Regions from separate parts of the Mus musculus genome. Here all the other regions are linked to region 1. Evidence: chromatin contacts called from public Hi-C and HiChIP or PLAC-seq data. All regions are on one chromosome and are shown on one strand. The core of a region is the stretch at or near the end of the contact, and the rest is flanking DNA. Distances in the headings are between cores, read along the strand shown.

What was found. Hi-C and Micro-C count contacts between places; a contact is called where the count stands out from the background. HiChIP or PLAC-seq counts read pairs in DNA pulled down with a chosen protein or histone mark.
Region 2: a BATF HiChIP or PLAC-seq map of CD8 T cells shows a contact between it and region 1, with 10 read pairs. The contact joins the enhancer-like site here to the promoter of Crim1 in region 1. A contact is called at or near these places in 4 of 39 promoter capture datasets (the 3T3-L1 cell line, the C10 cell line and stem cell-derived epiblast-like cells), 3 of 484 Hi-C or Micro-C datasets (the C10 cell line, the G1E-ER4 cell line and trophoblast stem cells) and 1 of 115 datasets of contacts at active chromatin or transcription factors (CD8 T cells).
Region 3: a contact with region 1 is called in a Hi-C map of the G1E-ER4 cell line, with 2.4 times the contacts expected there. The contact joins the enhancer-like site here to the promoter of Crim1 in region 1. A contact is called at or near these places in 8 of 39 promoter capture datasets (the 3T3-L1 cell line, 3T3-L1-derived adipocytes, the HPC-7 cell line and 4 more), 2 of 15 datasets of contacts at CTCF or cohesin (the NIH/3T3 cell line and pro-B cells), 17 of 484 Hi-C or Micro-C datasets (the C2C12 cell line, the G1E-ER4 cell line, the HL-1 cell line and 10 more), 7 of 115 datasets of contacts at active chromatin or transcription factors (extraembryonic endoderm stem cells, heart atrium, neural progenitor cells and 4 more) and 3 of 9 other capture datasets (adipose tissue, embryonic stem cells and liver).

Annotation. Positions count from the first base shown.
Region 1 is chr17:78,198,986-78,201,529 of GRCm38.p6, reverse strand. It overlaps Crim1 (cysteine rich transmembrane BMP regulator 1 (chordin like)), which reads right to left and starts at 1,282. Exons shown (of 17, transcript NM_015800.3): 1 at 431-1,282. The coding sequence starts at 761. It overlaps Gm32282 (predicted gene, 32282), which reads left to right and starts at 1,505. Exons shown (of 2, transcript NR_168063.1): 1 at 1,505-1,936; 2 at 2,179-2,280.
Region 2 is chr17:78,049,097-78,051,640 of GRCm38.p6, reverse strand. No RefSeq gene overlaps it. Among named protein-coding and RNA genes, the nearest start is that of Gm32076, 61 kb to the right of the region's middle. Within about 2 kb of position 1,265, at least 3 of the 459 cell types and tissues checked have an H3K27ac peak or open chromatin away from gene starts, as enhancers often do. A contact at or near this core is called in CD8 T cells, where this site is marked.
Region 3 is chr17:78,327,262-78,329,805 of GRCm38.p6, reverse strand. All of the region lies in intron 7 of Crim1 (cysteine rich transmembrane BMP regulator 1 (chordin like)), which reads right to left. Among named protein-coding and RNA genes, the nearest start is that of Gm52306, 6.4 kb to the left of the region's middle. Within about 2 kb of position 1,280, at least 19 of the 459 cell types and tissues checked have an H3K27ac peak or open chromatin away from gene starts, as enhancers often do. A contact at or near this core is called in the G1E-ER4 cell line and embryonic fibroblasts, where this site is marked.

The sequences.
Region 1 (2,544 bases), core at 33-2,532:
ATAGTAAGAGTCACATAGGGAGTGCAGGCTGGAGCACAGGTCTACTCCGCTATCAGAAGCCGGCTGCGCGGACTGCGTACGCCCTCGGTGCCACACTGCGCTATGCGGGCAGGGCAGCAGGGGCGGACTCCCCGAGGGACTTGTGCGTGCCAGACTCCGCAGTGTGCCCCCGCACAGGGCACCCCTGCCTGGGGCGAGAAAGGCCACCCAGTGTAAGCCCTAATCACCGCACCTGTGTGTGTCTATGCGTGTTCGGAGCTCACCCACGCAACCCAACCTCGCCCGCCCCTGGGCAGGCATCTAGGGCACCCTCCAGGGGACAGCGACCGTCCCTCCTCCCCGGGAACCCTCTCTCCTCTGGGAAAAGTCTCAAGCAAACTTTGTTCCGCGCCCGCCAGGTGGGAGGGGGCGCGCAGCAGGGCAGCCGTACCTTCGCAGACGCCCACTTCGTACTCGGTGATGGAGTCGCCATTGAGCGGGGGGCGGATGACACAGCGCAGCCCCCGGTCGCAGGCTCCATGGAGCCCATAGGCTCCACCGCAGCTCTCGTTCCTCTGGCGGGCGCACATGTAGCAGCAGCCGCAGACGCCCTGCACGATGCTTCCTGGGCAGCTCCGAGGCTCCTCGCACTTGGACTCGTCACAGGGCAGGCAGACCAGCGCCCGGGTGCCTGAGCGCGCCAGCAGCAGCAGCAGCCCCAGCAGCGAGACCGAGAGGTGCCCGCAGCCGGCCAGCCCCCTGCCCCCCGCCACCAAGTACATCCTCCTGCGCCGCCGCCTCCTCCTCGCAGTCGGGCCGGGAGCGGGGCGGGCGCCCTCCCCTGCGCGGGGCACACGCGCCGCCGCCGCACCCGCAGCCCGCGGTCCTCGTGCCCCACTAGGGGCCCCCGGGGCGCTCCTCCCCTCGCGGGGCGAGGCCCCCGCCGCCCCTGCGGGCCGCGCCGACCCGGAGCCCACGAGCGTTGGCGCCAGCGGCAGCGGTGGCGGGTGGCTTCCCCTCCTCCTCCTTCTCCTCCCGGGCGGGAGGGGGAAAAGAGGAAAAAAAGTTTCCTCTCGGCAGCTCCGGTTCAACCCAAACTTCTGGCGGCGGCGGTGGCTGCGCACCGCTCCGAAGAAGGGCTGGTGGCTCCTTCTGGTCCTCCGCGCTGCTCCTGATTGCCGGGGAAAGACGACGGCAGCGCAGCCTCCGGGCCGGTCCCCGCCTCCCGAGCCGCCGAGTGGGCGCGGTGGCTCAGCAGAAGGTCCGTGGCGTCCGTTCCTTGTGCCCGGCTCGGCTCTCTCCCGCGCCGCTCCTCCGGGCGCTTGTTTATGGCTGGAGCCTCCGCCGCTCCGGCTGCGCCCTCCCCCATCCTACCTCATTCCCCCCCCCGCCCTCCCCGCGCCGCGCGCTGCTCATTGGCTGCCCCCCCACCCTCGGGCCGGCCGGCCCCCTCCCCTCCCCCTCGCCTCCCTCCGGGGCTGCCCCGGCCCTTCCTCCCTCCACGCCTCCTCCTCCTCCCCCTCTCCTTCCTCCGCAGCCCGGCACCGAGTCGGCCCTGCTGCCGATCATCCGGGCTCGGGGCCCGGCCCCGCGAGCGCGCTGCGGCCGGGGATCTGAGACAGTCGTAGCGACGCGAGCCCCCGCCGGCACCGGGCCACGAGGGCTAGCTTTGGAGCACCGGGGGCGGGACGGCTGCACCTCCGGGTGGTAGTTTTGAGTTCAGAGAGTGGCGGGGATCCTAGCCGGAGCTGTTGCTGCAGCCTAGGCTGGGCACTGGCCGGATCGAACCCCAGGAAAGGGAAGCGAACGCGTGGAATTTCCGCAAACTGGACGAGAATCCATCTTCCACTCGAGCTGGGAATAGACTTTGTAAAAGATATTATGTAATGGAGTCTTGGAAACCTGGAGACATCTCCAGGGAAACTGCTGGTGGGGTTGAATGCTTTAAATGGTCTAGGTAAATATTCTGAGCTGGGACAATGTTGGGGAGGGCTGCAGCTTGAATTTTAATGATCCACCTTCTGTATGTCTGTGTGGAGGTGCTGTATCATGGGAGGGGTGACTGGAAAGTAACAGAGCTTAATCCTCTCTGGAGTAAGGCTCAACACTAGATTACAAGTCTTGACATGACGCTAGGCTGGAAGAGCCTAGGCATCCTTACATGCCACCTGACTGTGCCGTTTTGTTTTGTTTTTTCAGGCTCGCGAGCTAAAGAGGCGTGTTTCCCTTTTCTTCCTCCCATTTTTCTTTCCTAAAAGATTTATCACGAATGTATTAATAAAGAAGATGGGTGGTAATATATTCTTTGTGGCGAGACATGAAACAACTGGAGAGGAGCTGTGCACATGTGGAGGATTTCTCCTCAATGATTTCAGAGATTCTCCCAGTGATAGCTCTGATCCCTCATCAGGAGAGAACCAGTGGCCCCGTCGATGTTTTCTCCGTGCCCCCTTACAGGAGTATAAATAAAACAGCCCAAGGAGGGAGGGGGGAGTGATTTGAATCATTATGTAAAACCCGCCTGGTGTTGGAGCAGGTGTGAAGTGGGCTTGGCTGCCTGTGCAT
Region 2 (2,544 bases), core at 16-2,515, 150 kb after region 1:
AGTTAAAAATGTCATGGGAAGTTGTGAAAATGTAGCTTCACTAATCTTCACCCTTGGCTTGCTATCGTCAGATGCAGTTGAAGGCAAAACCAAATGTATTCAACTTTTAGTCTCTGGGGAATGGTTTCAATATTTTTTCAAGCTGGTGGTGATCTCTGCACAACATCCTTATGGGGAAGCTCCGCTTCATAGTCATGTCCTGACATTTCTCCTTGTACCATTAGAAAGGGTAAGCTCACCATGTACCGGAATGTGCTATGGTTGTTTTGTTTTTAAGACATTAGAGGGTATTTATATATGTGTGTGGCCCAACAATGAGCAGTTTCTCCACTCTAAGTTTCCATGCTAAATTCATTAATTTTAGAGTGAATAAATGTGTTTTGGTTTCAGACCCTAAAAGAGAAAATTTCTGGAGTTGTTGTGTGGGTGGGCAACATTCACCAAAACAGTTTGAAGATGTCTCAGGGTGGCAGGTAGGGAAGGTTGGGATGGTATTGTCTAAAATGTTAGAGATCATAGTCAGAATGGCCATCAACTCACCTGCTTTGACCAGCAACACAATTTGGCTAATCTTGATCAGAAAACATGTGTAGTTCCATTCTGTTCCTACAGTTAGATCAAACCCTTCTTTCATTTGGGGGTAATCCTTTAAAAGTCTTCAATGAACTTGTTTGATTTTGCACCTTCTGTTTGAATGGCTTTGCTGTTATTTGCAACTAAGGACTTTTTCCTGGCACAGCCCATAAAGCACTTAGCATTGTGTAGTATAGGGAATTAGGAAGCTTTTACTGCAGCATGCTGCCTGTTCTCAGAACTTTCAGGTGACTCTTCTTAAGTTTCAGGTCAATGCCCAGAGGTATCCTTCTGCTGTTGGAACTCATGCTGTCTGAGGCTTCTGATACATCAGAGTCCTGAACGTTCCTTTCTTCAACCTATCGTGCTTTATGAAATATTATTTAGCAAAAGTAATGGGAGGGGGGGAAGGGAGTGGAAGAAAAAAAACTTGTACTTACTATTAGTCCAATAGATGAGTTTTTCTTTATAATAAGAACCAAATGTTAAGTCAGATATGGTGGCTAAGGACTGAGTAGGCTGTAGGTCCAGCTTTTGAGAAGCTGGGGCAGGGGAATTGCCTATGATTTCAAGCTAATCTGTGGTACAGAGTAAGATTCTATTTCAAACAAAAACCGCTAGTGTGGATGATAGATTACTTATCTAATGAGGACAACTACTGGTCACTTTGGGCAGAGCAAGTTCTAATGTCACAGTAGTTCAGGAGGAGTGACAGAAGCTACCTGTATGACTAAGTTCTGTATGACACACATCACCAAAGAGATTGTTGGTGTTCGAATTACTGAGGATGGGCCTTCTATTCGGATGAGTTCTGCATGCCCTCGAGAACCGCGGCTTCTTTCATTCGCTCACCTTTAAATCATACCATCTTACCACTTAGTACTTCGGAGATAAACTTTCAAACTAGTGCATAAAGTCGATTCTCTCCTAACAATGATGAACCTGAATAGACCGAGTTGACCCGTACCTCAGAGGATAAAAGCGTGGAGTGTGACCTCAGATGCCAAGGGAACAACTTCCATTCCAGGCAGCTGTCCAGCGAATCTGTCCTTTCCTAGCCAACATCACGCCTGATTTCCTCTTAACCGAGAGATGTGTTTTGATTTTGCCTTGATTTTCCAGGTGTCTCCTACTTTCATGCCAACTTGGAGCCATGCAGCTGGACCAGGGGCTTGACTAGGAGCCCAAGTTCTAACCATGTGTCTTCGAGTCACTTTCCAAGCCATCAGAGGTGGGCTCTGGCCTTGGCAGCAGTATCGTTTGTTAATTTTCCCACCTTCTGGAAAGGACACCTGGTCCTGAAACCTGATCTGATATATTTTTTTTCTCTATTTGGAGATGAGTGAATTCTGCTTTTGGTCCCCTCTACACTGCTGTTAAATGGCTGGACATAATGATTCCAGATTTCTTTTCTATTCCTGGACATAGTAAGTGTATTATAAAACAACCTACAGAGAACACACTGGTGGCATTTTCTATATGCATGTGCATGTATGAACTATACTTCATCTCCTAATTCATGATGTTGCCATGTAGAGAGGCCAGAGCAATCTTTGTGTCATCTCCAGCCCATTCTAACAGCTGACATAAGCCAGATTTTTTTAATAAGCAGAAAGACAGTTAGTGCTTTTCACGCACAGCTGTGCATCTTGTGCTGAAAGTTATGAGTGATTCTTGACCATTACCTCTTAGGAATTACACTGAAGCTCCCCAGTTGCCAATGTCCCTTGAACATCAGTCGAAAAATACATTCTTAATTAGATTCTTAAATGCAATATCTTAGATCATTGCAAGCAAATCTCATTTATATTTGACAACTGATTCATAGAAGAGAACAAATTTTGGCTTGTTTCAGAAAACAGTGATGGAGGATGCTTCCTCCAGTGTCCACAACTCAGATAACGATGGGGAACAACAGAGGGAAGTGCACCTTAGAACTCCTGTCACTTGGATGTAAATTCCCATTGTGAT
Region 3 (2,544 bases), core at 31-2,530, 130 kb before region 1:
ATGGGCATACATGCCATACAATTTTATGGCTCTGGAAGAAGAAGAGTAAGACAGAAAAAGTATGCATTCTGACCCTTGTCCATGATAAGGTGTGTGCTAATTACATTAATCCACTTCTTTTTTTAAAGATTAAAATATATATATATATGTGAGTACACTTTTGCTGTCATCAGACACACCAGAAGAGGACATTGGGTCCCATTACAGATGGTTGTGAGCCACCATGTGGTTGCTGGGAATTGAACTCAGGACCTCTGGAAGAGCAGTCAGTGCTCTCAACCACTGAGCCATCTCTCCAGCCCACACTGGTCCATTTCTAAAACAACGGATACAATTACTTGATGCCCAGGTATGTCAGTGGGAATGAGGATATTAGGGCGTGCTTTTGTTTTAATCTGTTTTACTCAACTGAGCCTCTAGTTTGTAGTGGACCCATGCAAGGTTCTTCTCATTACCTTGATGACTGGGAGCTGGCTGTGTCTCACAAATAACATGAATCATCACCATTGAGAAATGAGTCCAGCTCTTTCCGATTAGCAGCCCTGGGAAGCCTCATTAACAGTACAGGGATGGAGGGGTGATGATCCTGGAGCCTCAACTGCAGGTGGCATGCAGAGCCAGCCAGCTAGGCTGACTAGAGTATAGCCTCCGACGGATAAAGACCTGGTTCTAGATAGATCAGGAGGGTCTGCTGAAGAGATGCTATGTGGAGCTAAGCTTCGAAGAGCAGAAAGGCTGGAGGGCCCCATGTCAACAGCAGCTTTCTAGCAGGGCCCTTAACTCCTGTGCCTTCCTATCTGCATCTACCCTTATACTAAGAAAAGACTTTCTGGAAAAACCTCACTACAGGCCAATTCCTAGGAAAAGTACTTTTTTTTTTTTTAAGGGCAGAGACAGTCTTACATTCTCTTAGTGGTGAAATAAATTTCAAGTAGGAGCAATAAGATAAGTGAAATTAATTTCTCTTGTTTCTCTTAGAAATTCTCCTTTTGGGGCTTAAATCATGCTTCGCATGTTTTACATAGCTTCTCTCTGTAAATTCCCAAGCCTGCTTATTTGATTATGAGAGAGAAAAATGAACCATCACGTTCTTCTTTCAGACTTAATTCAAGCACTCTCTTTCTTAAGCTGTGTTTTTCTTTTGGCTGGGGACGGTTGAGCCATGTGAACAGCCAATGAGTGGGAAAATTCCAAAGCTCCCCTCACTTTATAAGGCAGTTCAGTGGCTCAATCTATCAGGCCTCCTTCAGTCCCTCTGGGCTAATGGTAGCTAGCCCATCTGGGGCCATAAAACTGGAGATAAAGCTGGCCAAGGCAGAACTGGAGGAGAGAGCTTATCTGTCTTTCTGCATTTTCATGTGTCACTCTCGATACCTTCTTGGCTTTTCAGATGTGACCCCCTCACTAGTCACAATGCCACTCAAATAAATCACCAAGCTGTCAACATAACTGCAGGCTGGGAAGAGTCACCGAGTGAAGTTAAAATTTTCCCAAATGAAGATAGAGGGAAATTCTACTAATGTAGAGAACTCAAAAGGGAAAAAAAGAGCCCAGGGCACAGAAATTCCCTAATCTGGAAGTGGGAGTTTCCATGGAATATTTATGTGTACTTAAGAAAGTCTCATTAAGTCATGGAAAAAATTGACATTGAGAGTTTTTAAATTCTTCCAGGCACTCCACTTGGACTTCTCCCTCTCCCTTTTGTATATATTTCTCATAACAACACCTTCGTCCTTCTGTGGCACTCATCCGCGAGCACTTTCTCTGTTTTATTTTAAAATGGATACTGTGAAAATGTTCCCAAGATCAGTATTATTTTGTGGTCAGATAGAGAAACGGCTATATATTTATTTTAGACCCATATTAACTTTGTATGCTTTCTCAAAAGAATCTTGGCCACTGGACATATTTTTCTTCCTTTACCAATCTCATATTTAATAGGAAAAGACAGTAGTATGATTATAAGGCTATTATTAAATGACCACAAAAGACAAATTAAAAAAGAAATTCCTATAAGGAGCGGGGAAACCATTTCCAATTAACTTAGTTAAAATAACTAAAAATACTATCGCTGGCTTCCAAGAATAATCTAGACCTTTTACATGAGTCTGATAGCCTTTCCATTGTTTGTTCTCAAAGAGAATGTATCCTGGCACCCTTGAACTGACAATATGCCACAGTGCATATGGCATGTGTGTGCACACACTATAATAGAGGTATTACATACAGGCAAGTGGGTTAGATAGGCAGAATTGTGACAGTCTCAACCCATCCTTTAGGAAATGGCTGACGGCCAGGGAGGAAGGGGCGATGGGGGTGGGGGTGGGGGTGGGGAGATATCTGACTTTAGGAACTGTGTCTCACTCCTTGTTTATCACCTCAGTCCCCAGCACATTGTCTAGATTACGTATTTAATTACTGAGTGAACAAGGAGGAAAGATAACACCTACACACTGCAACACACCTTAAGTCAGGGTGTACTATCTGATGAAGAAGGGCTTGCAGTTGATAATGTCCCTGGTCAATTTAGTCTCTCTTTGCCTT